Linked DNA regions of Mus musculus: regions 2, 3, 4 and 5 are each linked to region 1. The links are chromatin contacts, called in public HiChIP or PLAC-seq and promoter capture Hi-C maps. All regions are on one chromosome and are shown on one strand. Each heading gives the region's core, a stretch centred on a gene start, on an enhancer-like site or on the middle of the called end of the contact. The rest is flanking DNA. Distances are from core to core; before and after follow the strand shown.

Evidence for each region. Promoter capture Hi-C pulls out the DNA fragments that hold promoters and counts their contacts. HiChIP or PLAC-seq counts read pairs in DNA pulled down with a chosen protein or histone mark.
Region 2: a contact with region 1 is called in a promoter capture Hi-C map of liver. The contact joins the enhancer-like site here to the promoter of Slc38a2 in region 1. A contact is called at or near these places in 8 of 39 promoter capture datasets (the 3T3-L1 cell line, 3T3-L1-derived adipocytes, cranial neural crest and 3 more), 1 of 15 datasets of contacts at CTCF or cohesin (the NIH/3T3 cell line), 12 of 484 Hi-C or Micro-C datasets (the 3T3-L1 cell line, 3T3-L1-derived adipocytes, the C2C12 cell line and 6 more), 13 of 115 datasets of contacts at active chromatin or transcription factors (CD8 T cells, the NIH/3T3 cell line, bone marrow-derived macrophages and 9 more) and 3 of 9 other capture datasets (adipose tissue, liver and pancreatic islet).
Region 3: an H3K27ac HiChIP or PLAC-seq map of extraembryonic endoderm stem cells shows a contact between it and region 1. The contact joins the enhancer-like site here to the promoter of Slc38a2 in region 1. A contact is called at or near these places in 3 of 39 promoter capture datasets (the C10 cell line, embryonic stem cells and pre-B cells), 2 of 484 Hi-C or Micro-C datasets (bone marrow-derived macrophages and rod photoreceptor), 22 of 115 datasets of contacts at active chromatin or transcription factors (the 230-238 cell line, the SCID.adh cell line, Th17 cells and 15 more) and 2 of 9 other capture datasets (embryonic stem cells and liver).
Region 4: a contact with region 1 is called in a promoter capture Hi-C map of liver. The contact joins the enhancer-like site here to the promoter of Slc38a2 in region 1. A contact is called at or near these places in 3 of 39 promoter capture datasets (the HPC-7 cell line and liver), 2 of 15 datasets of contacts at CTCF or cohesin (the NIH/3T3 cell line and pro-B cells), 16 of 484 Hi-C or Micro-C datasets (adipose-derived mesenchymal stem cells, cortical neurons, embryonic fibroblasts and 8 more), 14 of 115 datasets of contacts at active chromatin or transcription factors (CD8 T cells, bone marrow-derived macrophages, craniofacial prominence and 9 more) and 3 of 9 other capture datasets (adipose tissue, liver and pancreatic islet).
Region 5: an H3K27ac HiChIP or PLAC-seq map of microglia shows a contact between it and region 1, with 5 times the contacts expected there. The contact joins the enhancer-like site here to the promoter of Slc38a2 in region 1. A contact is called at or near these places in 1 of 39 promoter capture datasets (liver), 1 of 15 datasets of contacts at CTCF or cohesin (CD8 T cells), 9 of 484 Hi-C or Micro-C datasets (Th2 cells, bone marrow-derived macrophages, cortical neurons and 5 more), 21 of 115 datasets of contacts at active chromatin or transcription factors (the 230-238 cell line, the SCID.adh cell line, acute myeloid leukemia and 14 more) and 3 of 9 other capture datasets (adipose tissue, liver and pancreatic islet).

What each region holds. Positions count from the first base shown.
Region 1 is chr15:96,697,366-96,703,452 of GRCm38.p6, forward strand. It overlaps Slc38a2 (solute carrier family 38, member 2), which reads right to left and starts at 2,363. Exons shown (of 16, transcript NM_175121.4): 1 at 2,043-2,363; 2 at 1,250-1,452; 3 at 817-898; 4 at 557-672. The coding sequence starts at 1,365.
Region 2 is chr15:96,876,834-96,882,920 of GRCm38.p6, forward strand. No RefSeq gene overlaps it. Among named protein-coding and RNA genes, the nearest start is that of Gm32677, 41 kb to the left of the region's middle. Within about 2 kb of position 2,153, at least 21 of the 459 cell types and tissues checked have an H3K27ac peak or open chromatin away from gene starts, as enhancers often do. A contact at or near this core is called in epidermal suprabasal cells and liver, where this site is marked.
Region 3 is chr15:96,521,035-96,527,121 of GRCm38.p6, forward strand. No RefSeq gene overlaps it. Among named protein-coding and RNA genes, the nearest start is that of Gm32406, 17 kb to the left of the region's middle. Within about 2 kb of position 3,292, at least 65 of the 459 cell types and tissues checked have an H3K27ac peak or open chromatin away from gene starts, as enhancers often do. A contact at or near this core is called in craniofacial prominence, extraembryonic endoderm stem cells, forebrain and 2 more, where this site is marked.
Region 4 is chr15:96,855,770-96,861,856 of GRCm38.p6, forward strand. No RefSeq gene overlaps it. Among named protein-coding and RNA genes, the nearest start is that of Gm32677, 20 kb to the left of the region's middle. Within about 2 kb of position 2,167, at least 10 of the 459 cell types and tissues checked have an H3K27ac peak or open chromatin away from gene starts, as enhancers often do. A contact at or near this core is called in liver, where this site is marked.
Region 5 is chr15:96,564,609-96,570,695 of GRCm38.p6, forward strand. No RefSeq gene overlaps it. Among named protein-coding and RNA genes, the nearest start is that of Gm32457, 14 kb to the right of the region's middle. Within about 2 kb of position 2,348, at least 85 of the 459 cell types and tissues checked have an H3K27ac peak or open chromatin away from gene starts, as enhancers often do. A contact at or near this core is called in CD8 T cells, Th2 cells, acute myeloid leukemia and 7 more, where this site is marked.

The DNA of each region.
Region 1 (6,087 bases), core at 1,113-3,612:
AATGGGTAACCCTCCAAAACATGACTTCTGGAGGTTCAGCCAACTAACTTAAAAAAAAATTAGTAGACTCTTACTTAGAAGTCAGGCACCAATCCTATGTATCCGGAAAGACTTTTTAAAAAGTGAATTTGCTCTTTAGCATCCAGAAAATTATGACTCACTTGCTCTTAGACAAATATGATCTGGGCTAGGTAAATACCACCACACCTTATACACCTCCAACCTTCTTTTCCTTATGTCACAGGTTCTAGGGCGAGACCGTCAACTTATAAAACCCATCTATTTTACAATTAACAATACCTTCTGGAAAGGCTGGCCTTAACCGGTCAGTTTTAAGCGCTATCCCACGTTCTGTCTAACTTGCTTGCACGAGGACGTACAATAATAGCAGTAAAACAGAGATTCGGATTTCCCATACTTTCAAGCTTAAATTATTTTTAACACCGACTACTTTGAACCGCAAGTTGCTTTTTTTTTTTTTTTTTTTTCCTGGAGCCAAGAATATGTTTATCATATTAACTGCCCTGCACGGCAGGCACCACTTACACATACTTACATAAAAAGAGCAATTCCAGTATTAGCCATGGCATAAGAAAGCCCAAGGATTCCACTGCCCACAATCGCATTGCTCAGATTAAATACTGACATTCCAAAGGAAGTAGTACCTGGATGCTACACAGAGGGAAACGATAACCAAACATATAACAATAATTAAAAGGAGAAAAACCAGCTTCGGGCAAGTCAGATTTGAAATCTAAAAGTAACACTATTCTTTGACTCCATAAAGCCAAGCACATAACAGTACTGTTAACTTACAAAGTCTGTTTCGTACTTCTTCTTCCCCAAATTTGATTCAAGTAAAAAGTTCTGGTTTTCGGGATCCACGTCGGCATAATGGCTGCAAACACATAATTTTTTTTTTTTTTAAAAAGGCCGTTGTAACCCAACTGAAAGATACGAAAACTATAGTTTACATCATGTAAAGCCCTTCAGTTCTGCTTAAGTTAATGCATGAACTAGGTGTTCTCGAAGGTAATACCATCTGTCATGCAGTAACAACCGGGTAATTTAGCAGGCTACTCTCTCCGGGGCTGTGAGCCAGGGGAGACCGAGGCTTCGGGTGAGCCTTCTGGTTCCTGGGTGTGCGCGTTAGCCTGTAACCGATGAGCAATCCCTCCAGCCCCGAGGCACCCGTGTGTGCAAGCTGGCTTTTTTTTTTTAATTTGCAAAGCACATTTCTTTTTCCCACCTTTTCAGAGCAGCCTGCTTGGTGGGGTATGAGTAGTTGAAGTCACTGTTGGAGCTGTAACTGCTGCTGTCCTCATCCGGGGAGATGTTGAACCTTCCCATTTCGGTCTTCTTCATGCTGCTCGGGAGGGACGGACGGTGTGCGGCTCGCTCGCGGCGCGGGCTTCCTTTTGTCCTTGGCGGCGCACTGGCCCTCGAGGCTGCCTGCGAAGGTAGAAGGCGGCGCGTCAGGACTGCGGCGCGCGCCCGCCCGCCCCCCCCCCGTACCACGTGACGCCGCCGAGCGGCGCAGCGCGGCTGATTCATCCCCCGCCAGGCGAGTGGAAAAGTACCAGGCGAGCGAGGGGCGGGGGCGCGGCGAGGGGCGGAAAAGTACCGACGGCGGGGCCGCGAGAACAAAGATGCGCCCGCCGAGGCGCCCCTCCAGCCGCCCCGGCGCTGAGCCCGGTCCCCCTGCCCCAGCCGGGGCTTGTTTACAGGGCGCACGCCGAGCCTAGCCTCCGGCAAGCCGGGGACTGCCCCGGGTACCCGGTCACCCGCCCCTCCTCTACCCCGGGAGGAACTGATGCAATACCGAGGGGCGATTGATTGTCAAGCCCTCGCGCGGTTCGCCTTGCCCCACGCCCGGACCGGACGATTATTTTCGAGGCACAAGACCCGATTGCAAGCAGCCGAGCGGCCCGTGCGCGATTCCCCCTTCCCCCTAACGGGAGGCTGTGGCCGGGTGGCCGCAAGCCCCCGCTCCCGCCGCCGGCGCCGCCCGCGTCCCCGCCGCCGCCCCTCCCCCGCCTCACCTCGGTGCTCTCCCTGCGAGCTGGCCCACCTCACGGCAGCGTCTCCCGTGGGCTGTCTCGGTCACACACCAGAATTGTAAAACGAGGGAAAAAATGTAACAGTGACGGAGTCCTTTTCTTTTATTTTTTTTAATAAAAAATTTTTAAAATTTCCCCGTAATCCAACAACAGGCAGAAGAGGTGGATTTTTTTTTCCTCTTTAATTATTAAAGAAAAATGAAAAAAAAGAGCGGGGAATGGCGATCACGATCCTCCGGCGGAGATTGAGGGGTAGCGGCGCGGGCGACGGCGTGGCGCGGTGTGGAGCAGCTTCCCGAGCGCGAGTTATAGCGGCGGGGCGCCGCGTCAGTGGGCGGGGCGCGGGCGTTCGCCTTTGTGTATCAACAGCACCTGGGCTCCGCCTCCCTCCCGGTTGCCCCGCACCCCGAATCGGGGGGCCAGCCGCACCCCGCTTCCCCGCGGCTCGGGGCACTGCAGCCCCGTGGGTGGCCGCCACCCGCGGCTGCTGTAATTACGGAGCCGGATCCCTTAGATTCCCTCCCAGCCCGGTCTCCAACGCTGCGTTTCGGGGACGCAGCCGGCGAGTGTGCAGTACCCTACCCTCCCAGCCCCCCCCCCCATAACCATTCCCAGCCCGTGACTTAAGATTTGATTTACGTGAAGGGTTTTTTTTTTTTTTTTTCTCCCGCAGAACTTGGGCGGGCGCTGCCACGCTGCCCAGAGGGCCGGTTTGTGTTCTCGATCTTTCCACCTAGATGTGCTTTCACTCTCCAGTGCTAGCCTGGTGGTGAATGAGAGGCGGCTCGCAGTTGCGTGTCGGCATAGACTTTTGGGTTGCACGTGCCACAGCGTACTAGGGAGGGTTTGCGTTTGACCAGCAAGCCAGACACACCTTTAATAAAAGAACCTCGGGCTGGGTTCTTCCGAGGCCGCCCAGGGGCGCCCTGTTCCCTCTTGGTGGACACTTTCCCTCCTGCTACCACCCCACCCCTGGTGCTAGCGTCTCCCCGGGCTTCCAGCGAGAGCGCCCTCGTTGGAATGTAGGCCTGGAGCTTTCTCTACAGCCCAGATCCCTCGGTGGTGCTTTTGGTCTTGCAGAGCCGGGCGGCTCAGGGGGACCCCTAGACGAGAATATTCGGTGCTGCCGGAATGGCGAGGGCCCTTCCCTTTCGGTTGAACAAAGACCCCCGAGGAGAGCGAAATGCTGGTTGAATGAAAGAATAAACAAACGAGTTTGACCTGGTGCTCTCTTCCTTTGGGGGACGTGGGAGAGATTGGGCTGGGCATAGAGGAAAGGGTTGGGTGTGATCACACTTTTTTGCCTTCAATGTTTTCCTGAGGAAATCTGCAACACTGCCTATTTCCGTGGCACGAAAGTCTTGGGGTACCTTCAGCCCGTGTCAGTGTTCATGATTGACAGGGCAGGACCCTATTTCCCCTTTACACACTGTGTTCTTCATCCTAAACCTCTGGTCCGGTCAGCCATACTTAAACAATAGCCTTAGAATGAATGCTGCACGTCCCCTCGCCCCTCTCAAGGGCGGTGGTCACTCTAGACCTAAGGAGCCAGGAACGCCTTTTTTCGGCTTGCCTATAATTAATGCTCCCCTCCTCAGTCCTACTTTTGCAGTTCTGTTTTCTAAACCATGTGGTGTCCGGACTTCATAAACCTGTGCTGTCTTGCACAGTCCTCAGATTGTTCGAATTTGTTTGTAGTCTTGTATCGACAGTCTCCCCATGGAGACCGAACTCTCCTCAGAGGGGAGGTTAGGAATCTGACATATAATCGTAGCTAAAAAAGTCTTGATTACCTTACCCCGCCCCCCTCCCAACTGCACACCCTAGTAACATCGGATAAACTCCTGTCAGGAAACGCTTGGTGGTGGACTCAGGAATCCTGGGAAATTCCTTTCTATCAGGTTTCAACTGATAAAACTCAAAAGATCTTAAACCACTTTTTCATTCTAGGTAAATCTCTTGCCCTGTTAGAGGTATTCAGGAAGTTCTGTAGGTTATTGGTTATGGCTGCAATTTGGAATACAATTAGACCTATTGTCCTTTGGACTTTTTCCATGGTTCATACTGCAGGATAGTTAAGGAGAGAGGTGGGGAGGGAGAGAAGGACTGAGGGGAAGGGAGAGGAGAGGAGAGGAGGGAGAGGGAGAGGGAGAGGGAGAGGGAGAGGGAGAGGGAGAGGGAGAGGGAGAGGGAGAGGGAGAGGGAGAGGGAGAGGGAGAGGGAGAGGGAGAGGGAGAGGGGAGAGGGAGGGAGAGGGGAGGGAGAGGGAGAGGAGAGGGAGAGGGGAGAGGGGAGGGAAAGGGAGAGGGGAGGGGAGAGGAATAGATTTGGAGGCTTGTAATCTTTATCTGAATTTCCGGATGGTCAGAAACTGAATAGTACGTGACAATAACAATGCAAAGCAAAAAGGTGATTTTTCTATCACCACTTTGATTCTTCCCAGTAGTGAATCGAAAATGCGCGTTACTAGGCCTGGAGAGATGACTCAGTGGGTAAGAGCGCTGGCTGCTCTTCCAGAGGCCTCAGGTTCAGTTCTCAGCAGCAACATGGCAGCTCACTACTGTGCCCTAACCTGGTGAACAGGGAGACACAACTCTATCCCAGACACACTTACTCTATTAATGGCACGTCCTTCTAAAGCGGCCTGGTTTGTGTAGCGATTTATACACTGGAACTCTAACACTGCCATATTTAACTCCATCTGGGGGGTGGGGGGTGAATCGAAAGCCGTCTTCTGTCTTCTGTGGCCGTGGCCACAGCACACACCCGGTGCACAGACGTACACACAGGCAAAACTCCAATACACCTAAAAATAAATCTTTTTAAAAAAATTCTAACACAAGAGTTTTCCCACTGAGACCTCCACTGGGTTATTGCTGTTGTCCTGTGTCTAGAAGGCAGGAGACACAACTGTATCCCCAAATGTGGCAAAGCTGACGTGTCTGCATTTTTCAAACTGCAAAAGAGAGATCATGTGGTTGAGACTCAGTGGGCACCTACCAGCTTAACATTCTTCTTTAATGAGTAGGATATAAGGGGGAGAAAGCAGCGTCCCACCCTTAGCAGTACTAAGCACTTTGCTGTGAAGCTTGTGTGTCGACTAAATAGGCTGCGTTTGGGGTTGTGATGTAAAATGTACTTGCAGGGGGCTATTTTTGAACCAGAATTTCGAAAACATGCCTGGGCTGGACTGGAACCCGGGATCCATTTTCCTTTTCCCTGCCCCCTTTCCTTAACACCTGGAGTTTGGATGACAGCTGGAACCCCGGACCTCGGAATTTGCTACCACACCTGTTTTTGTGATGTAAAATGTATTTCTTGCTGGGACCCAAGAAGTCTGAAAACAATCTGGTAGCCTATTCCTTAAGAGAAAGGTAGCCTCACAGTAGCTCTGGATTTTTTTTTTTTTTAACGTGCATTGTCCGAATAGATGATGGAAAGTTTTGTGGGGTGATTTTTTTTTTGTTTTTTGTTTTGTTTTGTTGTTTTGTTCGGTTTTGATTTTTGTTCACCACCCCAACCCGCAGCCACGGTTTCCATGTGTTTAGCACAGCTGTCCTGGAAATCAATCTGTAGACCTGGCTGAACTTGAACTCAGAGATCTGCCTGCCTCAGCCTCCCCAGCTGGGATTAAAAGCGTGTGCCACCACCATCCAGCGTGGTTGTTGGGAGTTTTTAGTGAGCGTGGATAGCTGCCATCTATAGAATTATCTGACCATTGTTGCCTAATAAAATAAAGTTTTGTTTTACTAAGGAGAGCCACATTACTAGGCTATAATTAGCTAACCTTCCCAGCCTGTTAAACAGCTAGAGTTAAGAGTGACCCTCAAAGTTTGTTTATTCAGTGCTTCGCCTGCAGTTTGTTCCCTCTGTCTTCCATTTCAGCAAGCTACATTCTGAGTTAGGCATCTGTAGTCACCCTGATTTGGCCTGTAGTTCCACCCTGTTAGTGATGGACCCAGTGACTCTTACTTTCTGGTCTTCTATCTTTTGGAAATCCTTCAGACTGGGCCTAGTGATGTGGCTC
Region 2 (6,087 bases), core at 903-3,402, 180 kb after region 1:
AGCTTAACATTTAACAGAGGTGTTTCTGATGGGCACAAGCCCTGCGCCTTTGGGGAAGTCGGCCGTAAGTACTCATTCTCTGTGGACTTCCTTTTGGTTTTGGATCAAAAATTATGGGAATGGTTTCATCCTCTGGGTGGGACAGGGTCGGCCTAAGATGAGCGAGTAGAGAAACTCTTACAGAGCTGAGGTTGTTTGTGGAATGTACCACCTCCTCTCTCGACAGCTCTCCCTGTCTCGTCTACTCCGAATGGCCAGCGGCTTGTTGGAGGCTTGGGTTCTCAGGAAAGCCATGGAAGGATGGTTGAACCAAGGAGAAAGTCGAGGCCAGCTGACACTCTGTTGTATTTAAGAAGCTTGAAAATGTGCTTCCTTATTAAGGGAGAAAGTAGGAGTGGAAATTTTTATTCTCTAGCACTGCGCTTTCTGTCCAAACGTTAATTATTTGTGGCACACGAGGCTGCTGGCATTTTGTGATATAAACACACCAGTCAGTGAGCCTGCACTTGGATTTTTTTTTTTAAAGTCAAGTTGAAGCTGGTCAACTTTGTGTCAAGTATAGCAAACAGATCTCTGGAATCTGGCGATGGTTTCGAAACCATTTCATGCGCATGAATTTAATTTACTGAGGCATAATTGTAGGCTGCCTCTCTAGCATCTGCCATGCAGCAGAGGGGGGCGTGTGTGTGGAAATCTCTTCAGGAAGCAGTATGGCAGTGTGAGGCTTGTAGACTGGTACCTACGTGTTTAAAGAGGCCACATTTTTGGGCTTGTCATCGCTTATGAATAATAGCCACGGTATATTGTAAAGTCCATACCATTGGCCGACTGCTCCAACTTGTTTTCTAATGAGTCTGAGGTTTAATTTGTTTACATTGCTTCAGTGGATGCCCTGGCATTGATAGAGAGGAATAACGCACATAAAGGAAGAGAAAAACTGAAGGCAGAAAGACAAAGGGAGGCAGACTGTCCGGGTCCTTGTCACCGGGAAGCCTCCTGTGCTGTTTCTGACCTACATGCAGGGAACTGACAGTGGTGTTGAGGGAAGTGCTCAAGGAGAAGTTATTTGTTGGAACAATCCCTGTATGGTATGTCTTAGCATTCGAGAATCTTCTAGAAGACACTTGGAGTATACAAACAGGAGAAGCGCTTGACTACTGATCGGCATTTAGCCACAACTATGCCAGTCTCCTAGTCATGGGGAAGACTGACTGCCAAGTTCCAGGCCGGTTCTACCCCCGGTCGAGTCCTTACATGCTTCTGTGAAGCTTAGGCAAGATTTCATTTTCTCATGATTCATAGAGCTCACTGTTCGATGGCACACGATATATATTCCCCTCAAGGAGAAGATGACACAGCCCAACAGGTTTCATGGAAATCCAGAATGGGAGTCACATATTAAGCAGTCTTAATCCAAGCAATTGTTACTAAATTTGTAATGGTGTAACTTTGTAGACATGGACATCCTGCTGTTGGGTTTCTAAACTTTGTTCTCAGAAGTCTGCCTCTGTCCTATGCTTGTCCACCTTTACCCAGCAGAGCTGTGTGTGAGATAGGGGTGGGGGTGGGGGAATGGGGTGGATTCATGCTTTTCTTTTTTTTTAAAGATTTATTTATTTTATTTTATGTATATGAGTACACTATAGATGTACAGATGATTGTGGGCCACCTCCATGTGGTTGTTGGGAGTTGAGTTTTTAGGACCTCTGCTCTCTCTGGTCGAACCCGCTCGCTCAGTCCCTGATCGCTCCAGCCCAAAGATTGATTTATTATTACACATAAGTACATCATAGCTGTCTCCAGATGCACCAGAAGAGGGTGTCGGATCTCATTACGGATGGTTGTGAGCCACCATGTGGTCGCTGGGATTTGAACTCCAGATCTTCAGAAGAGCAGTCAGTGCTCTTAACCGCTGAGCCATCTCTCCAGCCTGGATTTCTGCTTTTCATGTTAATCTGTACGAAAATTCACCTTCATAAAGTCTGTTTCCTCCTCCTCTTCCCTTTCCTCTTCTGGCATCAGGCTCTGAGAGCATTCATTCATCCTTGTGTGCCTGCAAGCTCATTATTTATTTCTTCCAGACTGTCACCATTCACAAAATCTCGAGGGTGACGTAAGCAAATTCACTGAATCACTGGTGAAAACCGGTGTAGAAAGCAGGGCAAAGGGAAGCCTGTGGCACGCCTCTGGTGCCTGCCCTTCTGGAACCTTCTCTCTGTGGGTGCAGTTGTTGAACAGCTTAAAGATCATTTATTCAAGAAACACTGGCTGCTGCCTGAACTGGGCTTTGTGGAAGGAAGCTGACCTTGTCCCTGAATCTAAATAGCCCTAAGGAGCAAGGCAGACAAGCCCAGTCACAGCCTCTTCACAGCTCCTTTTGGTTTGCTGACAACTATATGTTCTGACATGGAGGTTTATTAAATTAAAAATAACTTATAGCAAAACATAGATGAAATAAAAGCAAAAGGTATTTGGTGAACATTTTACAGTTTAGGCCACTTGGGAGCTTACACATGAAAAAACAACATTGAATGACCCCCAAAGACAAAAATTCTGTTCTTTTTTTCTTTAGATATTATCTTACTGTATAGGCCAAGCTAGCCTATAACTCACAGTCCTCCTGAGTCAGCCTCTGAGATGCCGGAATTACAGGTGCATGCCATGACGCTCGGCTTCTCTATTTACTCTTGAAGAGTTTCAAGTGCCCAAGAAATACCTCATCTATGTTTGAGGGGGACGAGCAGGCGATGACTGGAGAGGAGACAAGGCAAAGACTGACATAAATGGTTTGTTTATCTACCTGGCTGCATTCCTTATTTCAATCTGTCAATCTCTGGGTCCACGTCAGGTACTCTATGCTGATTTGGATCGAAATAAATAAACTGTGAGTGAAGCAAGACCAAAGTATTAATATTAATAGCAAAAAATATCCACTTTGTGCTATTAATATTTCAAAAATATTAGAAACAGATCATTAAATTACCTAAAAAATCCTACTACAATTTGGACTATAGCTGCATTAAAATATTGGCTTTCCCAATTCAATATTGTATTTTGTTGCTTTTTGTTAATACTTGTTTACTGCATATGAATTTACGCATGTGAAGGCCACTTGTGAAGGCCAGTCTTCTACTATATGGGTCTTAGAAATAGAAATTGTGTCGTCACGCCTCTTAGCAAGTGCCTTTACCTGCTGAGCTATCTCCCTGGCTCCCATATCAGTATTTTGACCAGGAACGTGATATAATACTCATGTCATTGCCGAACAGAGGAGAAGCCATGCCGTCTTTGGGACTGTGTAACTAAGAGAAGCCATGCCGTCTTTGGGACTGTGGTGGCCATGTCTGCATAGGAGAGGAAAAGCAGACACGGTAGGACAATCATTCAGTTGTGCAACTGGTGTTTGAAGTGTCCACGTGATATCAAGCAGAGATGGTACTGATCTGGGTGTTGGCACTGAGACTAGAAGACCAGGCCAGCCAGCCTTCCTGTCTGGCCTGTTGGTGTCTCTGGAAGTACGGACAGGCTCATAGCAAGAACAGATAGAACACGGTGAATGAGCTTGCATGTGCTTGCCCTCATTTGCTTTCTGTGGCTGTGATAAACACCATGACCAGACGCGACTTGGGCGAGGAAAGGGTTTGATCGTCTCACACTTCCACTGCACATTCCGTCACTGGGTAAATTCAAGCAGGAACCTTTGCAGAGAGAGACTATGGAGGGATGCTGCTTACTGCCTTCCACCCAGGTTCATGCTTAGATTCTTTTCCTATACAGCCCAGTCTCATCTGTCTAGGGATGGTGTTGCCCACAGTGGGCTAGGCTCTCTTCCATAATTTGCCATCAAGAAAATGCCCCCACAAACATGCCGACAGGCCAAGGGGATGGAGGCAGCTCTTCAACTGAGGTTCCTTCCCGAGTGTGTCAAATTTACAAGTTCAGGCCTCGTAGTGCTGATTTGAAACTTTCCTACAGTTTTCTCTTGCTGTTGTTGTTGTTGTTGATAGTGACACAGTTGTGGGAAAATAAAGCTTACCACTAGAGCCATTGTAACCGGTATGTCACAGCCATGGTGAGTACGTGTACACAGTTGTGTGCTATTACAGCCGTCTCCAGAGGCACACACATATTCAGCATACAGCTGCATATTTTGCTTGCAGAAATACATTTTCAAATCTTCTCCCAGTTCTCAATCAGCACACACTAGTCCCGCCCCCCCCCTGCCCCCCATCACACTGTAAAGACTTTTCAAGCCGTCTGGAGAGTCAACGGCTTGTTGCTACTCTGTTCTGCTCAAATGTGGGGGTTCCACGGGCTACGTGAAAGGTGTGTCATCGGGGTCTATCTGCCCTTCAAAACAGAAAGGGCTTTGTAAAGGCTGGGGCAATCTATTCTCCCACATCTTATAAACTGTAGAGAGAACTCTATTTATTTTTTATTATTTGCAGTAAACAATTTCCTTTTGGAAACCAGCCCATGAAAACAAAACAAAACAAGCAAACAAACAAAAAAACACAAAAAACAAAACCGAATTAAAATATGGTCCAGCAGAACTAGGTCCAGCCACATCTGGCACGGATCTAACTCTGCCTTTGTCTAGCTGTGCGCCTGAGGTAACATCCCCACAAACTAAATAGTGTTTGTGGGCTGCTTCCACATTCACAACTATTTCTGTACTGCCTTGAAAGTTCTCTGGCGACTCTCAGACTCTTGTCTTGTTTACAAAAATACCAGATAAATATATACAAATTTTAGTTGCTTTTTTTTTCTTCAGGATATATTCAGCATTAAACTGAGGACACAGAAAGGTGTAGGCTTTAGCCTGTGGTTTGAGTCCTCCGGCCCTCACAGCTGAGTGAGCTCCCACTGCCTTGCTGAAGGCTTCTACCCACCCACAGCCCCCATGGAAGAGCCACTGCTGTGTGCTTATCCAACTCTTTAATTTGGGAAGTGAAGTGAGAAGGAATGTGGACTTTCTATTTCGTGACATTTTTGTGGTGGCATAGATATTTTCATGAAGTCTAGCCATGAAATGTCTCCCCCTCTGAAAAGATAACACATGCGGAATTGTTTTAAAGATTAAACCGTTTAACTAACTGCCCGTGTGTGCGCCAAATAAAACCACACTCAATTGTTTGTAACTGGCTTAGTTGGCTGACATGGGGCCAGTAAATTTTAATACGTTTCTATGATATCCAGCTATTTCTACATCAACAAAGTGAACCATAGTCCTTTAAAAGTCCCTGGGGGTGGAGTCGTGTTTATAGAAACACTCAGTAAAATGTTGCTCTGTAAATGTCCTAAAATCACTTTCATATGTTATCATTATTTATTCCAGAGAAGATTGTAAGCATCTCACACGAACTGTTTTTAATCTCCCTTTATTGCAAAATATAATGGTATGTACAGTCGCAGCTGCTGATGGACCTGGTCCTTGGCAAAAAACGTCTTACTCAAAACTCAAAAGTTGTTCTGGCGTTTCGGTGGAAGGAGGGGAACCTTGAACACTGACTGATAGCGTTTCTGATCGGAAACCAGTTGTAAGGCGTCCCGAAGGGTCCGGATGTGATGATCAGTGAAGCTCAGTCGTCCAAGGTCTCAGCTTCTCAAATTCTGCCTTGGTCATGTGCTGTTGTCTTCCAGTCACTGGCCCGCTAAGGAGATTGATGTTCGTCGTCAGCCTGTGGCCCAGCAGCTACTCACACGTGTGAGCTATATTAGAAGGCTTCATCAGGCATGTGCCTACCATGGTGGTGTTTCAAAACAGAAAGGCCCATTTAAAAGCTGGGCAGTCTGTTCTCTCGTGTCTTATAAGTTAGAGGGAGAACTCTCTCGCTATCAACAAGATGAAATATATATTCCAATCTTCTCGAGCAACACTTCCATGATGGTAGCCACCACCTGAGTGTGACTGGTCGGTGTCTGGAATGTGGCAAATCTGAAATGATCTGCCCTGTGTGAACAAGGTCTACACCAGGCAAAGACTATATAAAGCATTCGTGAAATGTGCCAATTATTTGAAAGTATTGAAACGTAAAACGTTAGCTGTGTTACGCTAAGTAAAATATTTGTTATGTAATTACCTTT
Region 3 (6,087 bases), core at 2,042-4,541, 180 kb before region 1:
TACTAGGCTTATACATTCTTCTCCCTTGTTAATTCATCAAATCTGTGAATTAAGTGTCCCATCCTTGGGTGGTTCGAACACATTCAAGGGGACACAGAAGGTGCCAGGGCTGGGAGAGATTGTAGAGCTTCCACTAATCCATCCAGGTCCGTCCCATAACTTCGCTCCTCCTACTGAGGGACCGACTGGCTTTCCACAGTCTTATACTTCACGAAAAGTAGGTCAGTGGACAGATGGGTGTAAATCCTATTTAGTGTATTAGTAGCTAGAAGCCAAACCCATCTCCCTGTGACTGACAGCTAGGGTTTGAGATTAATCATCTTCATATCTGGTCATTACTTCCTCACGTCTCATTAGCTCTTCAACCAGCTTTTACCTACCTTCGCCAAAGCAAAGGAAGACCTTTCAACACTCGGCTGCATTGGCCATAGTGACCTACCTGGAGAGTAGCATATGACTTTAATTCTAGCATTTGAGAGGCAAAGACAGAAAGATCTCTGTGTTCAAGTCCAGCCTGGTCTACAGAATGACTTCCAGGCTGGCCATGATGACATAGTTAGACCCTGTTTTAACACACAAACACAACACACACACAACACACACACAACACATACACACACACACACACCACATACATACATACATACACACACATACACACACACACACACACACACACACACACACACACACACCATTACCACCACCATCAACAACAATAACACCAAGGAAGCAGTATTGAATTTTGGGGAAACCCTGTGGAATATGGTTGAATAGTTCTGGTGTAGAACTTTAAAAGCACAATGGACAGGACGCTGGCTTTTATAGGGTGGTAATACAATTGGATAACTGATTGACTAGGAGGGGAACTAGAGAGATGGCGCAGTATTGAAGAGTGAGCTCTGCTCTTGTAGAGGTCCCAAGTTCAGTTCCAGGTATCTATGTTAGGGGGTTCATGATGGCCTATAACTTCAGCTCCAGGGGATCCAAGCCTCAGAGGGCACCTATGTTCACGAGAACATACATATGCAGAGACACACACAGATTAATTTTTTAAAAGTCTTAAGCTAGGACGGTAGCATCAGAGATGGAGAGACAGAAAGGTATTTATAAAAGATGAATAGATTCTAGAGGGGAATGTATTCACAGGTCTCTGGCATGGGAAACCAGTGATGGGTGACCACTTGCTGGGACACAGGAGCTTGGCAGAGGAAGCAAACTGGAGAAAGAGACAGATGAAGAGAGAGAGAGCCTCCCATTGCCCTAATCTCTGTCATGTTTGTGTCTTCACGGAAGCAGAAGCTTACATACTGGGTGGACATTCTGCTCTGCAGCTTGTGAGGTTGTAAAAGTGTCCAGCATACAGACGGGATGTTAGGCCATGGACAGGTTATGTTGTCCACAGAAGGAACAGAGAGGCAAACAGAAGAGCGCTCAAAGAAACCCTGAGAAAGGCAGGTGGAAGACAGGACGAGAACAAGGCACAAAGGGGCGGGAGAAAGAGACGACCTCATGGCCAACATCCCCAGACCTGATCCCCATGGTCGACGCCACCCAGACTCACTGGATTAACTGGGGACCCTTAAAAGATCACTACTGTTCCATTTCTCTCGAAGCTCTTCTTCTCCTATCAGCTGATGTGACCAACACCCATACAGCAGACAACTGTCGGGTCTGGGTTCAGACACGATGCACCTAACCCTCAAGAGCCTGGAGGCCCCAGGGAGTTTAGAGGTCTTGTGGGGTGGAGGAAGGGGAGTAGGGACATCCACGTGGAGACAGGGGGCCAGGGAGGAGGTATGGGATGTGGAACAGTCAGAGGGTGGACTGGGAGGGGAATAAAATCTGGAGTGTAAATAAATAAATAAATAAATAAATAAATAAATAAATAAATAAATGATTTTTTAAAAAAACGTTCTTCCTCTCCTCGCCCCTGCCACACCACCTGCCCCAGGTGTCCCTTATCCTCACCCCTGCCCTCACCACCTGCCCCGAGGGTCCCTTATCCTCATCCCTGCCACACCACCTGCCCTGAGTATCCCAGAGTAAGGGCCGCTCTCTCTCTGAGCTCCCAACATGTCCGCTCCCTTACATTCTGGTTTCTCACCTCAGCACAACATGGGCATCGTATTGGCACGTTTGTTTGGGCGCTACTTGTCTAAAGGCTGTTTCTCCGCTAGCCTGTAAGCCCCAAGGGAAAGGGCAGAGCTGTGTTATTTAGTTCACATGTGTATGCTCACGGCCTTGCATGTAGGACACCATCAATGCCTGTTGAACAAATGCTTAGGGGGGAAAAAAGGCTTTCCTTTCTTGAGGCGGGGGTCTCTGCTTAGGCTAGTCTTCCCGTTCTAGCCTCCCACGTGCTGGGAGTACGGGTTCTGACCACATCTGGTGAAAAATAGGGTCCGTTTAAGTTTGAACTATGAAGACTGTAGGGGTTATTTTAAAAGGAATTTTAAATTTGGTATGTTTTAGGACTCTTTTCTTTAGGGAAGGAAAAATAACTATCACTGACACTCTGATGAGTATATTTATAACTTCAGGAGGTCGGGTGTCGCAAAAGAGTTGATATATACCACTTATACCAAGTGTGCTGGCACACGCCTTTGATTGAAGTATGCCCGAGGCAGAGACAGGCAAGCTCTGTGAGTTCAAGGCCTGCTGGGGCTACAAAGTGATACAGAAGAGTGGGTGATACAAAGCAGCACCCACTTGTGTCATTGATCTCTCTGGAGGTAAATGACGTCAGTGAGCCCTGGAGGCTCTGCGCATCATGCAGTGGTCCCATCAGTGACGGCAGAAGTAGAAGCTGCATTTAGCATTTACTGCTGCTACATGTTGCATTTAGCATTTACTATGCTGCTACATGTTGCATTTAGCATTTACTGTGCTGCTACATGTTGCATTTAGCATTTACTATGCTGCTACATGTTGCATTTAGCATTTACTATGCTGCTACATGTTGCATTTAGCATTTACTATGCTGCTACATGTTGGGTGATTCTCCTGCCTCCTCTGCTTGTTCTTCTGGTTAAAAAGGTAGATTTATTATTATTATTATTATTATTATTATTATTGGGGGGAAGAGGAGGGGGAGATGGAAGAGGAGGGAGTGGAGGAGGAGGGGGAGGAGGAGGAAGAGGAGGGAGTGGAGGAGGAGGGGGAGGAGGAGGCTGTTGTCATTACCTCAACCTGACTGGCACAGAGGGACCAGTATAGATCCCCAGCTGACTTCTTGCAGTGTTCTGATTAGTTCTGGCCCTAAAGCTGCTTTTTCTTCCGCGACTCATCCCACGTATGCTCGCTTAGTCACATGGGTACAAGACATTGTTTAGGGAGACATTCCAACACAGCCCAGCTTTCAATAGCCTGTCAATCAAGTTGCCCTTGCTGGAAGCATTCCTTAGATAAGGACCTCTCTCCTCTATGCCTTTGTTAGCATGTTTGCCTGGAGATCTGCCATCCCCGGCTTTCAAGGAGGTTTGAGTAGGCTCTTTCCCCTTCTTTCTTCCCAGACTTTCCTCAGCAAGAGGTGGGTGTTGGGTGACAGGCCTGCTGCGGCCTTCTCATCTGCAGGGTAGCACAGATGGCAAACATCAGGGTGGGGACTCATGCCCAGCTCTGCCTTACTTGCAAGGCCGCTCTTCCCGGCACGCTACCCTCCACCCCCTCTCTGACTTAGAGCAGAGCAGTAGCTGTCTTTCTATGTTCTGCTTGTTGTTCGTTTGGTTGGTTTGGTTTTTCAACACAGGGTTTCTCCGTGTAGCCCAGGCTGTCCTGGAACTCACTCTGTAGACCAGGCTGGTCTCAAACTCAAGAGATCCACCTGCCTCTGCATCCCGAGTGCTGGGATTAATGGTGCACCCCACCACCGCCCTGCTGCATCTCTGATTTTAATTGGTGTTGTTAGCATTATCTGTCTGGCTGCTGGGCACAGTCCTTGGGCAGTTTTGCTGCTGTATCAGCCCGAAGGTCTGCAGTTTTAAGAACCTGAGACAGTGAGAAGAAAGCTCGTAGGAAAGGAAGGCACGGTTTGAACTGCAAGGTGGTACGGGTGAGACTTCAGCAGACGGCCGAGTTGGTGCTGAATGCACTCGATAATTTCAATAGAGATAACACGGTAGCCTCTTAATGCGTGTTGCAGAATTGGAATGTAGTCACCAAAATTCAAGTGTTCGAAACTTCCCCAGTGCAGCAGAGGTGAGAAACGAGCCAAACAGGAAGTGTTTGTTTCACTGAGTGTTGTAGAGAAAGGATCTCTTGTAAGCATCACCTGTCAATAAAAAAAAAAAAAAGAAAAACACAAAAAGACCAACAAACAAACAAACAAACAAACAAACAAATAGGAGGTGGGGCACTGGCAGGAAGAGAGAGGATTCTGGGAAATAGTGAGTGTATAAAAGAGAGAGTCAAGAGACCATGGAGACAGACCACAGAGAGGGGTCTAAACCAGCAGATTAGATGAACTCAGGGAGACACGTGAAGAAAGAAGGGGGCTGGGACTGAAAGAGAGGTAACTAACCAACTGGTAGACATAGAATAGTTTAAATGGTTAACTAAGTCACAAGCTACTCAGAGAATGAGTCAAAACTTACGGCCTAGGAATTTAATAATAACTAATTAGTCGTGGAGTCTTCTTTCCAGGAGCTAGGAAAGGAAAAATGGATTTTATTATTATTTTTTGCGTGGTGTCCACCTAATTAATATTAAGAAGACTTGGATTTTATTAAAATTTTACAGGGTGTCTCCCTATTAATAGTAAAAAGGGCTTTTTGTTATTTGTTTATATAGTACTAGAGGTCAAACCCTGGGGCCACTGAGCTATGACCCAGGCTCCTCTACCCTAATAAAGGACAATTGTCGCTATAAAAGGGTGAGCGGTATGTTTTCTTGTTTGTGGTTTTGTCTTCTCTTACCCCGTCTGCCTTCCGCCATGGGGAGAGGCCATGAGAAAGTTCTTACCTGATACTGCCGGCTCCAGTCTTGGTCTCCCCTGTCTTCACAATGAAGAAAAAAATAAATGTATATTTTTTTAATGGATTCTCAGCCTCTGTTAACTCTTTACAACAGAACAAAACAGACAAAAGCACACGTTGATATTTAGACTTATTTTTCAGGAACCATTGTTAGCAGCGAGGTGTACCCTGTGAGAAATAGCTACGTGCTCCTTGTTCGCCCTGAACTGTGGGTCTTCCCCGAGGACGGTTGGCAACCAGCCGAGGAAGACACATTCCCAGGGCAGAAGTAAGCAAATGCTATAGATGAGAGCGTGCTCTCTTCTCAGAAAGCTGGCTGCGGGGCGTTTGCCAATCTGCCAATATTGATGGGGAGATCTATGACACTTTCTGCTTCCTGTACGCAGAGATCACGTGCCTGCCACACGAGAGGATCTGGTAAAGAACCAACACATCAAACCGGAACAGACCGGATTCCTGTAAGGAGCAATAAATAATGTTCCTTCCCCCCACCCCACCCCCACCCCTGAACTGGAAGATAGAAAATCAATATCTCAACTTAATTACTAATAAACTCAATCAGAAGTTGCAACATGGAACCGGGCTAAATGGGTTCCCTCATTCCTTGCTGCTGAGAGGAATAAGCTCATGTGATCACTGGCTGCACTGGACCATGACAGGTTCTGGGTCTCTTTCACACATGTCTTTTCTTGCATGTTGGAGTAGAGAACGTGTTTGTCCTGACACACTCACCGCCAAGCCGTTCTGAGTGACAGGGGTTTTGAAACAGACCCAGAAGCAGAGGCTGTTCCCTGCATGTTTCCTTCCTACTTTGGCGTCGCAACTGAGCAGCAGTCCCTTGACAGATGATGATGGTGGTGGTGGTGGTGAGGAGGAGGAGGAGGGAGAGGAGGAGGGAGAAGAGGAGGAGGAGGAAGAGGAGAAACGGCTCATCCCCTTTCTTCCCGAAAAGATTCCAGAAAAGGTTCCTGGCGTCTGCAATATGCAAAGCTGCTATTTTATGGGCCAGGGTGGAAGCCCGAGTTGTATTGGGCGACGAGTTACCCACAGTGCTCTGTTCTAATCTCTTTCCACTGGATGATCTTTGATCACACCAGCTGTTTAGTTTTAT
Region 4 (6,087 bases), core at 917-3,416, 160 kb after region 1:
GCCCCATTATTGTGTCCCAGATGTGCCGTTCTTGGTCTGAAACAGTGAGGTAGCCTCATTCCTTCATCATCTCTGCTGACTTTACCCCCTTGTGAAGATCTGCAGACTTCTGCTGGTCTCCTGTTACACTTCCGATTAATTGGGTTCTTAGAGCCCACATAGGAAGAAGGGTGTAGAGGAAGTCTCTTTTGCTTTCCTCTACAGTAGGGGATAAAGTGGTGGTGAGAGGCCACGTCTGGTAAAAGTCAGGTTATGGGATTGTCTGCTGCTGAAGATGAGTGTGTTCTGGTTCATTCATCCATCTATTCATTAGGTGTTTAGTGAGAACTTACTGTGTGTGACATACTTAGTTAAAGGACAGTGTCTTAGTGTTCTGTTGCTGTGAAGAGACACCATAACCATAGCAACTCTTATAAAAGAAAACATTTGATTAGAGCTTACAGTTTCAGAGCTTTAGTCCATTGATGTCATGGTGGGGAACATGACAGCACACAGGCAAACATGATGCTGGAGAAGTCGCTGAGAGCTACATTCTGATCCACAAGCAGAGAGACTTTGGGTTTGGCACGGACTTCTGAAACTTCAAAGCCCACCTCCAATGACACACTTCCTCCAACAAGGCCACACCTCCTAATCCTTTCAAATAGTGCCACTACCTGGGACCAAGCATTTGAATCTATGAGTCATTCTCATTCAAACCACCACATATGAAACAGAAACAGTCATGGTCTCTAGGACTCCAGAGTATGGGGTGCTGAGGCTATGCCAACGGATAGCTCAGTGTTGTGTAAAAATGCCACAGTTACAGCAGGCAGAGAGTGGTGCAATTCCAGGTGAAGGGGGTGCTGTGGAGGGGTAACAGAGCCAAGATGGTGGATGTTCGAGTTGTAATTAAAGAGCAAATAGAGATATTTGCCTAGAGGACAGTGGGAGAAGTAGTCACGGAAGGGGGTAGCCTGGGCAAAGGGCACAGTCCTAAGGAGGAGCTTGTGGGTAGGGTGTGAGGGGTCATAGGGGGTAATGCTCAATGGTGTCACTGATAGACCCTCACCCTCACTCATGGGGGCAGTTCTGACCCAGAAAAGGGCCTGACTAGACTTTGGTGATTGACAGATGACTCTAGACATCCTGAAGCTGCTGCGCTGGAGGGAGGCGTGCAGAGACTCATGGGTAAGGAGAGCAGATCACCACTGTGACTGTACCACATGTAAGCACACACTGCTCCCTTCGCTGTGGAGTGGGACGGGGCTGCGTAAATGCTGTGTCTACACTGAGCACAGGTCTAAGATGTTCAGTTGGCTCTTTTTTTTTTTTTTTAAGACTGGGTCTTGTGTGGTTACAAGGCTGGCCTTGAACTTGCTGTGTAGGCAAGGATGGCCTTAAACTCATAATCCTCATGTTTCTGCCTCTAGTGTGATGGGATTACAGGCGTACATTTAGGTCTTATGATATAATTCAAAGCCTCAGAAAGCCAGGAAAACCTATTAAGACAAGGGAAGTCAGACACGGAGCAGTTTTTGGTTTCTTTGTGTACACATGTTATTTTTCTACATTCAGGCCAAAAGCTTTCAGGTTATTATTAGCCCATTTGAACATCTCACCAACATAAGGCTAATAACAATGTGAACTTGATTTTACTTTATGCACATTGGTGTTTTGCTTGCATGTATGTCTGTGTGAGGATGTCGGATCCCCTGGAGTTACTGACAGCTGTGAGCTGCCATGTGGGTGCTGAGACTTGAACCCAAGTTCTTTGGAAGAACAGCCAGTTCTCTTAACCACTGAACTATCTCTCCAGCCCCAACAGCGTGAACTTGTGTTAAACCCACTCTAACTGGGATTTAAGGAAGGCATTTCTAAAGGAATTCTCCAACAGGGCAAATGAGAAGGTTCAATTTCACTAAAAACCTGGACTTGATACATACATTTAGTTGTAGTTTTACAAATATGTTTGACAACCAAGCCCTAAAGACACATTTTGACTAAAGATTCCTTTGTCCTCAAAAGAAGGAAGGAAGGGAGGGTGCTGTTAAATCCAGGAGCTATTTTTTTCTGTTTTTGCTCTCACCTTCGCCATTTCTGTGGCTGAGACTCTGAACAGGGAGTGCTGGGGCAGATCCCCTCTAGCAATCCAACCAGGTCAAGGGTAACAGGCAGACAAGGAAAAACAAACATTTAAAGGCAACAATGTTGCAGAAATGAAGCCGGTGGGAGGGGTAAGCCAGACTCTTTTACTTTGACTGTGAGATAACGTCCTAACAGGTGCTGGGACTTAGGTCAACATTATTAATAGAATGGAAATTCTAATGGGAGCAGCAGAGTGATCCTGGGAGCTAAGCACTAAGACCCTGGTAAGGAGCAAATGGTCTCAAATATCCCCTTGTCACAGAAGGGGTCCTCGTCGCCAGCTACACCTCCCTCTCCTACCTCATTTACCTCAGTGTTAGGCATCACTTTATCCTGCCTTGAATGCTGTTTGGTTTAACTGGAATCTACCAACATACTTACCTACCTCGTCCCTCTATTGGGGTTGCTGCTGGTGTAGCATAGAAAGGCCTTTGAAACAAGCTGGTATGTTACTCCAAATATTTCCCAGCATCTAAGGCTTCTAGATAGCAGTTACCCATTGGAATGGCAGGTGAGGAGTGCTGGCTCCCGACAGCTTAGATTTCTGACTCTGCCTCTTAGGCATGTGGCCCAAGGATAGTTCTATCCTTCTCTGTCTGACTTTCTCCCAGCACATGAATGATGAACTTCTGCGGTTGTACTTTGATTTTTTATTTATTTTTGAAACATGGCTTCAGTCTTAGCCCAGGCTGGTAAGAACTCAGTACATAGCACAGGCTGGCTTAGAACTTTTGGCAATCCCTCTGTCTCAACCATTTGAGTTCTGGAATCACAGAGTTGACCCACCTTATCTGGCTTGAATGATGTACTTTTAAAACCCATAAAATGTGACTTCTGTTGTCTACTACTTAATATTGGGCCGCTACTGTTAACATGCGTTCACAGTTTCAAGATTATTACAAATGGGAAACTTCCTCCAGCTCATACCTGTGAGTGGCTCACCTTATTTTAACAGAGTAGAGCCAAGATAGTCTACAGAATCAGCAGTGTGATGGCTGAAGAGACCAAAGAACGAGCCATGGTTAGACTCCCCAATAAATGGTGAAGATGGGAGTGGTTTCTCACATGGCCTGTCAAGTTCACCCAGGACACATGGGTCTTCATTTGGATTAGAAGCATGTGTGTGTGTGTGTGTGTGTGTGTGTGTGTGTGTGTGTGTGTGTGTGTGTGTGTGTATAAGCACTATGAACAACGTGGGTGCACTATGGGCAGTATGGGAGCACTATGAGCAATGTGAGAGCACTATGAGCAATGTGGAAGCACTATGGGACTTGTGAGAGCACTATGGGAAGTATGGGAGTACTATAGACAAAGTGGGAGCACTATGGGATATGTGGGAGTACTATGGGCAATGATACACACGCAGGAGGGCAGCTTTCAAGGTGGATTGTTCTGGAAGGAGAAAGTGAATGAAAGCTGGGAGGGACTGGTGAGACTGTGGTGCTAAGCCCTGAACACTGTGCTAAAGGAGCTGGATAAGGTTCAGAAAGTAATGGTTCAGCCCCTGAAGAAACTATTGAAACTATTTAGGGCAGCACAGGGGCATATTTCTGTTTTAGAAAATCCACATCAATGGGGAACCTGCTGGATGGTAGGGATCGAAGGAGGAGATAAGAGCAGAGTTAAAAGGCTTTAATGCTATTTTAAGGGAAAACACGATATGGGCCTGAGTGATTACAGCAGAGACAGGGAGGGAAGATTGACCACGGCTGTGTCCATTGGACAAGGTCATCAGACTGAAGATCACATCCACTCTAGAGAAAAAGGAGAAACAATGTCTAAGGCATGTGCCTACTCTGAGCAACTAGATAATATTAGGAAGCAGACACACAGTGTCTCACTCAAAGAAATTCACTGTTGAACAGGAGAGGGACAAACAATTTTTTAAAAGAGCGCACAGCATGGATTAGGATTGGGGAATTTTCAAGCCTGTGTTACGTCTGTGGCAGTCTGCAGAGTGCTTTGCACATGCCTTTCCTCTGTATGTTTATGCCAATCTGTAAACATAGCCTCTCCCAGTCATCACCTGTGAGTGGGTATGGAGCCTTGGCAGGATTTTTGAGGCCCTAAGTGACTTTCCCTCTGGATTTAGCTTTCTTATATATATTATATATTTTGAAGCCCAAGGAGCTACATCAAAAATTCATCCTTTCCTTTACAAAATGTAACCTCTTATTCCAAAGAAGAGGCGCGTGCAAACCGTCACTAGTCATTTGTCCACAAAGAGTCCCTGTCTTGGGTCTGGTCTTGTGCACAGGACAAGGAACGGATGAAATTTCTGTTATCAGGGAGAAGGGAAAAGAAGTACAGACTACATGGGGTTAACCATTATGGAATATTGTTGGAAAATCAGTTCAGATGACTTAGTAAGTTTTAGGCAGATAGAAACTTAATTCATAAGGGTTTTGTTTGTTTGTTTGTTTTTGGGTTTTTTTTTTTCTTGTTTTTTGTTTTTTTGAGACAGGGCTTCTCTGTATAGCCCTGGCTGTCCTGGAACTCACTTTGTAGACCAGGCTGGCCCCGAACTTAGAAATCTGCCTGCCTCTGCCTCCCGAGTGCTGGGATTAAAGGCGTGCACCACCACTGCCCAGCTAATTCATAAGTTTATTCTTTATCCTTTGTTATAATTTAGACCAGCCAGAGGAAGGTAGAGAAGCCAGATCCTGAGCCTGAGTTCTGATCTCTGACCTGACATCTATCTGTTTGTTGCCCCACATGGAAGATCTAGGTTAATGACGGATCTTCCACCGAGATCTGAGCATCTTTGAAGGTGTGCTAGCATTGAGTGGATAGATTACTGTCTTTGTTATTGTGTTCATTGACATATGCTTGTGTGTGTGGAGGGGTGGTAGGTAGAATGCAAGGCAGGAGGATGTCAAGAATGAATGGGCATGGCCCATCAAGACAAGTGGACTGTACGTGGAGTGGACCATCCCATGCGTGTGTGTACCACTGTTGGTTGACTGACTGAATTCTCTCTCCATCACTCTCCAGAGTCCTCAGAAGTTGGTTCTCACAAAAATGGCAAGAATTTCTGTCTCAAGAACATGTTGAGTCCCCTTGACTAACCTTCTCACTCATTCTTAGAAAGGGCATCACCCCTTTTCCTGCAGACAGAAGTGTCTAAGTTGTAGTTAATATTTTTAGGGACTAGGGCACAGCCAATGAGGTGATCAACCCCAGGGTGACATACACCAGGATAGACTTGAACTCCAGATCATGCCTACTTGCGTACGTAGTTTTGGCCCCACCTCCTAAGTGCTGGGATTAGAGGTGCGTGCCACAGTGCCCACCCCAAATCCTTTATAATTGAGGAATGTGTTTATTCAAAACTCTAGCAAACATGATGCAATTTTGGGATCCAGTAAGTCTACCTACAAGAAGAATAATCTAAAAATCCAAGTATTTCTGTTCAAAGCTTTTTTATAGAATTATAGCTACTTTTCTTGGAGTTGATTATTGTTTGTCAAGCCAAGCAGTGGTAATTAAGGCGAACTGATACCTACAGCATCCGTGTATTAGAGGGTAAGCTCCTTTCCATTGCCCTCGTTTGTCCTTCGTTGTTGATTACACTTTCCATTTCTTCCAAGGCCTACAGGAAAGGCTGGCAATTTTTTAATCATCAAATCAAAGCTCCTTCTTAGAATCATTTCATTTGGTGTAATGCAAGGCACGCTGTGGGTAATTCGATCAGCTCGGTCATTCCCACAATTAGAACAAGATCATACCTTCCTGAAATATTCGCTAGGTCCACTGTTGGAGTCACACAAAAGCAATGCGCATAGTCTGGATATCGTGTGGCCCCAAACCAGTTGTTGCTTTAAAATACTACGTACACAAGTAGGCATGTAAGGATTACCTCTGAAAGTTTGTCTGTCATCTCAGTAAACCACGTTTGCTGATCCTCTCTATGTTTGGCTTGTTAGTTGGTGACTAAGGACACACAAATCGGGGCATTTC
Region 5 (6,087 bases), core at 1,098-3,597, 130 kb before region 1:
ACCGCCATTTTCCTATGGTCCACATCTGTCTCCTCTCTATCCAGAGGCTGTCCTTTGTCTCGCTCCAGGACAAACAGTTCTGTCCCCTCTCCCTCTTTCCCTTCCCCTTCTTCCTCATCCTCTATCTCCTGCCTTTGTCCCTTCTCCCCTGTCCTTTGTCCCTCTGAAGTAAATAAGTCTTCGTTGTGTTGAGAACTTGGTCTTGGGCATCCTGAGCTGATACTTTTCCTAACAGTGAGGAAAGTTGACCACAGGGAACCTCAGACCATTTCTCTCTGTTTTGCAGAATCGATCCAGCTGAGGGGCAGTATTACAATTGAGGCTTCTCTGGAGGCAGGCTTTTCCCCCCGTCACCCATGGGGTATTGCGATTATGCCTCCTGACAAAAGAAAATCCGGGGTTTTGTTTGAGTGTCTGTCTTAGTTACGGTTTACTGCTGTGAACAGATGCCATGACCAAGGCAACTCTTATAAGGACGGCATTTAATTGGGGCTGGCTTACAGGTTCAGAGGTTCAGCCCATTATCATCAATGTGGGAACATGGCAGCATCTAGGCAGGCATGGTGCAGGAGGAGCTGAGAGTTCTACATCTTCATCTGAAGGCTGCTAGGGAAATACTGGCTTCCAGGCAGCTAGGGTGAGGGTCTTAAAGCTCACATCCACAGTGACACACCTACTCCAACTAGGCCACACCTCCTAATAGTGCCACTCCCTGGGCCAAGCATATACAAACCATCACAGTATCTGAAGGACCAAGTCTTCCCAGTGTTTGAGAAGGCAGGTGATTTGCAACTTCAGCAACCAGAAGAGGGAAGACAGAGAAAGCCTACCCCACCCCTAGTCCACACCTCCCCATGGCTCAGCTCCTGCCATCTCCTGGTTCCTCCTTTAGTCTTTCTTATGGCCATGACACCCTTCTGTGTTCTGTAGCTGTGCTTGCATCAAAGATATTTTTGATGTAGTCATTCTTCAACACACTTGCTTTGCTATGTGAGGTTTATAAAGGCTTATCTGTCACAGAGTGGGTGACTCCTCAATGAGGAGCATCCTAAAGCCATCAATGGCAGAACTGTGATTGGGAGGGGAAAATGGCCACGGTCCCAAGGACCATTAAGATAGAAGAGTCCATGGCTCAAGAAGTAGACATTCCAAGGGCACTATTGGATACCTGCACAGCAATATCCACTGACTTCCAAAGGTCCCTGTCCATAAAGACTAGGCCAGAGGCAGTTAAGGGGATATGCTAACTGGTTTTGTGTGTCAACTTGATACAACCTAGAGTTTGCACAGAGAAAGGATCTTCAGTTGAGGAAATACCTCCATGAGCTCAAGCTGTAAGGCATGTTCTCAATGAATGATCAAGGCAGGCAGGGGAGGGCCCATCCCTGGGCTGGTGGTCCTGGGTTCTAGAAGAATGCAAGCTGAGCAAGCCATGAGGAGCAAGCAAGCCAGTAAGCAGCACCCCTCCATGGCCTCTGCATCAGCTCCTGCCTCCAGGTTTCTGCCCTGCTTGAGTTCCTGTCCTGACTTCCTTTGGTGATGAGCAGCAATGTGGAAGTGTATGCTGAACAAACCCTTTCCTCCTGAACCTGCTTTTTTTGGTGATGTTGTTTTGTCACAGCAACAAAACCCTGAGACTGGGATGATGTTTGAGGTGGGAAAAGAAGCATCAGACAATGACCAGTAAAGATTCCCACTTCCCTTTCTGCACAGCTTTAAAGTAACTATGGGAGAACACTGCGGACTCACTCCCACTGAATGTACTGCCTGTTAAATGAGTTCACTAACCATAAAAGGACTGATGTCTGCCACTTTCTGCTCAGAGACTTCCTTTACTCACTCCCTATCTCCACATAGAGGCCAAACGCAGGCAGGAAAGAGAAGTGTGCCTCGGGACCAAAGAGGACTGCATCACTAGTCCATTTTAAAAGCTGTCGCACGTAAAAACATGGTACAAGTAGCTGGTTTTGCATGGCTTCAGTTGCAAGCCCAACACCATGGAAGTGCAGGAGGCACAGTCAATGGGCGCAGGCATGGGGGAGGTGTGACCTTCCCCGTGGGCCTTTCCCAGGAGCATAGTCCAGCAGGTACAGGGGAAAGAACAGCCAGCAATGGCAAGCAGAGAATCCGCTATTTGCCACCGTTCCTCCTCAAGATGTTTGGTTCGTTGGGTTCTAATCCCAGGGTTAGGTTTGGTTAGGAGTGACAATACCATTCCCCGGTTCTGCATGGAATAAGTTCAAGGAGGAAGCTTCTCCTAGGAGGGCAAGTGCACTGTTCCCTGCTCCTGGAGGGGGCGGGGCTGACTGTTCCCTGCTCCTGGAGGAGGCGGGGCTGACTGAGGCTTCCGGAAGTGCTCCTTGTGGTCGGAGAGGGGACCGGCAGATGGGCATGCTCCCTTCTGAGTGCTGCTTTGAGATGTTCAGTCGGGTATCCCAACCTTGAGTAAGGTTCTTCTCAAAGCCCAGAGGAGCTGTACCTGGGGATGCTGGTGCGCCTGTAGGGGAGCCACGAGCTTGCTGCATGGGACAGACAGAGAAACCAACATCCGGGAAAGACAGACGGTGGCGGTGGTGCAAGATGTCGAGAAAGTAAAAGTAATTTCCTCATTGGCACAGCAAACAGCTCCGAGGGGGATGGGAGTCTCCGGAGGTGTCTGGCCTTTCATGGAGCCTTGGGGTCCTCACCTTTGTTGGGATTCAGACCCGGGACAAACAGCTGAGGTGAATATTTAACATACCAAAGTAGACTTGGCTTCCAGGTTCTCCCAGCATTCCTCAGTCCCTCCCTAGCAGACCCTGAACTTTTCAGCCACAGAACTGTGTGAGGCAGCTCTATTTTGGACCAAGAAAGACTCTCCTTCTCTACAGATGAGTTGGAGATGCACACTTTGTAGAAAAGCCTTGAAGACACTAAAATAGGGGGAAGGCATGGGCACTGGCAGTTTTTCGGTGACCTTCCAGTGGAACACTACACAGCCTTGCAAATTTATTTTAAAAAGACCTATGGCAGGTGGATAAAATAATAGCCATAGCAGGCAGTGGTGGTGCACACCTTTAATCCCAGCACTTGGGAGGCAGAGGCAGGTGGATCTCTGAGTTTGAGGCCAGCCTGGTCTACAGAGTGAGTTCCAGGACAGCCAGGACTACACAGAGAAACCCTGTCTGAAAAAGCAAAAACAAAAAAAGAAAAAAAAAAAAGATAGTCATGAGCTACTAAAGTAGCCACCCAGGTATAGTCTCTTCATCACAGGCCTCTGCTCCCTGAAGCTTGCCCACGGCTGTTACAGACCACAGGCTAATAATGGGCTCCTCACAGCACGGCCTTGCCCAGAATCTCACAGAGAGGGACGGTGTGCCAAGGACCTTAAACTACTGACTACTGACACTCCGAGAGCAGACACTTGGGCACAGGCTTCTGAGCTGACCTCCCCTAGACACATCCCAGGCTGCACCAGTGCAGCAGCAAGCATGCCCGGGACTGTTTTCAATCCAGGAGCAACAGTTTTATGTACACCAAGTGACAACCCAAGGTCCAGCAGAACAGAATCCCAGAGGGCAGGATGACCTGAGAAGAAAAGCTTCCCTGAGCTGACAGGATTTTAATGCCCCATTTCATGGCTATATAAGGAAGCCATGGGTCCTTCTTCTCAAGCTGTCAGTGTACGGCAGTGCAGTAGAGTTTCCTCAACAAAACAGAATTAAACTTCTCTGTCCTCTCTGAACACTGTGACTGAGTCCCTCTACTTTGGCAAGGCAATGTTGCCCTGGCCTGCCTCGAAAGATCATGCTGGAGACTGCTGGCCATTTGACAGTAATGACAGTAATGACAGTAAGGAGCTAACGCCTGCAAAGCTCGCCCAAGAAAACTGGCCTAGAGCCAACCTTACAGGCCTGTAACCTGTGCCCTAGTTCCAAAGGCAGGTCACTAATCTTGTTTAGGCTAACAAAGGCACTTCCTCTTAGACAAGGAACGTCAGCCATAGGGACATTCAAGTAGGAAGGAATTCTCTTAAATACATAGACAGGACAGGCGAATGCAACATTTCTTAGGTTTGCTTCCTAGTCAAAAAAAAAAAAAAAAAAAAAAGAACTTTTAAAGCTACGTTCTATTGCACCAGTAGCTACTTAGCACTGCACAATTCTAGACTGAAAAGGAAGCCTTTAGGGTCACCTAACATCAAACCACACCTACCCAGATACACAGGCCGACCATACGGAGAACCGCCATTTTATTACCTCCAATAATCTACGAGACTTTGATTGTGTCAGGACTTCTGACTTTGAAAGAGGTTTAAAAAAAAGTACTGGGCAAGATTTCAGCGAACAAAGTGTGCATCCCTTCTCGATGATGCTATTCTGTATATCCTACAAGTTGCTTTTGTGCCCTACCTTTATTTATTTATGCAATTTATTTTTGTCTTTGAGCTGTTTTACAATCCTGTAACTTGTAGCAAACTGATGAGAGACAGAAACTGTTATTGCCCAGAGATAAGGAAATGAATTCTGGTTGAGACATTAATAGCCTTGACCTCCTTAAGAAGGACAGTCTTACATCAGTTGCTTCCGTGTCAGCTCTTGAATTCTTCTTTGAGCCTCCCATGGAGGCTCTGTGCTAAAATATTGAACCCAGAGCCTTGTAAATATTTAATGCTTCAAGTTCTTACAACATAGTCCAAGGCTTAGCCTCCAACTCTCCATGTAGTCTAGACAGCTCTCCCCCTGCCTCATTCTCGTGGGTACTGCCATGTCCAACACTGTAAATCATCTTTAAACTTCCTGTTCCTTAGTTATTAAATGAGTTAAAGTTGGGAATGGCGGCTCATGACCCTGATCCCAGCACTCGGGAGGCTGATGTAAGAGGATTGCTATGAGTCTGAGGTCAGCCTGGTCTACGTAGTGAATTACAGGCCAGCCTGGGCTACAGAGACCCTGTCTTAAATAAATAAATGCAAACAGCAAGACATGATTTTACATCCTGTCTCAAGTATACAGCTTGTATTTTATGTGTGTGTGTGTGTGTGTGTGTGTGTGTTGCTCAAAGTCTTTGAGTTCTCTTTAGATGTGTTGTTATAATGATCTAGGATAATGTTTCTCTAAACTATCCCTCCTTTCCCTACCGTGAATTTGAGAAAACTTTATTTTCCTCGTAAGGTTCTAAAGAACACCTTTCTGGTACCATTTGTGCTGTCCATGGTGGCCATTGTTTTTATGCCAATACCAGTTTGGTTTTAGTGCTTGTACCTTTAAGATGAATTGATAATTCGGTCATTTTGATATTATATTAAATCTAGCAAGCAGATTACAATTCAACTTGAATTAGTCTAGAATTTAAAGTAACCCGGGGTTTTGTTTTGTTTTTTTAAAAAGGTCCAGCTATTTGGGCCCCATTCATCCTCTCCAGACAATGCAAGTGGAGCATCTAAACAGGGGGCAGCAGACAGGGCCGAGGTGCAGTTTCCAAAGCCCAGTTTATTCTCCAGGGGTGGGTGGGACAGAGCATCCCTAGCCCAAGGATATGTTACACACACACACACACACACACACACACACACACACACACACACAGAGTGACAGTGGGCAGGAGTCAGAGATACCAGATTGGCTCACAGTCTATCCATGTGTAAATTTTTCCCTGCTTGGCTTGACATTTTTCATTACTCACACCTTTGCCCTTGTGACTTTGACCAATTAAGATGTTTATGGGGCGTGGTAGTGGTGGCGGTTTATGGGGTGTGGTGGCACAGGCCATTAATCCCGGCACTCAGGAGGCAGAGGCAGGTAAATCTTTGTGAGTTCCAGGGCAGCCTGGTCTAAACAGTGAATTCTAGGACAGCCACAGACATTGTCCCAAAGACACAAGCACACAGAGACAACAAAGAAGGGTAATGGTATCAGCTTTATTCCTACGGAAGCTCGGTTCAGGCACACAGCCTGGACACCCATGGTCCTACTTCTATCTAGAGATCTGCATGTACCATTGTGGCTCTGTAGGGTGGACTGTTGTTATCAGCAGGCCTGGGAGACATGGCCAGCCTCACACCTAGTCCAGGCTATCCTTGCAGTAACTATTCACAGAAAGAATTTG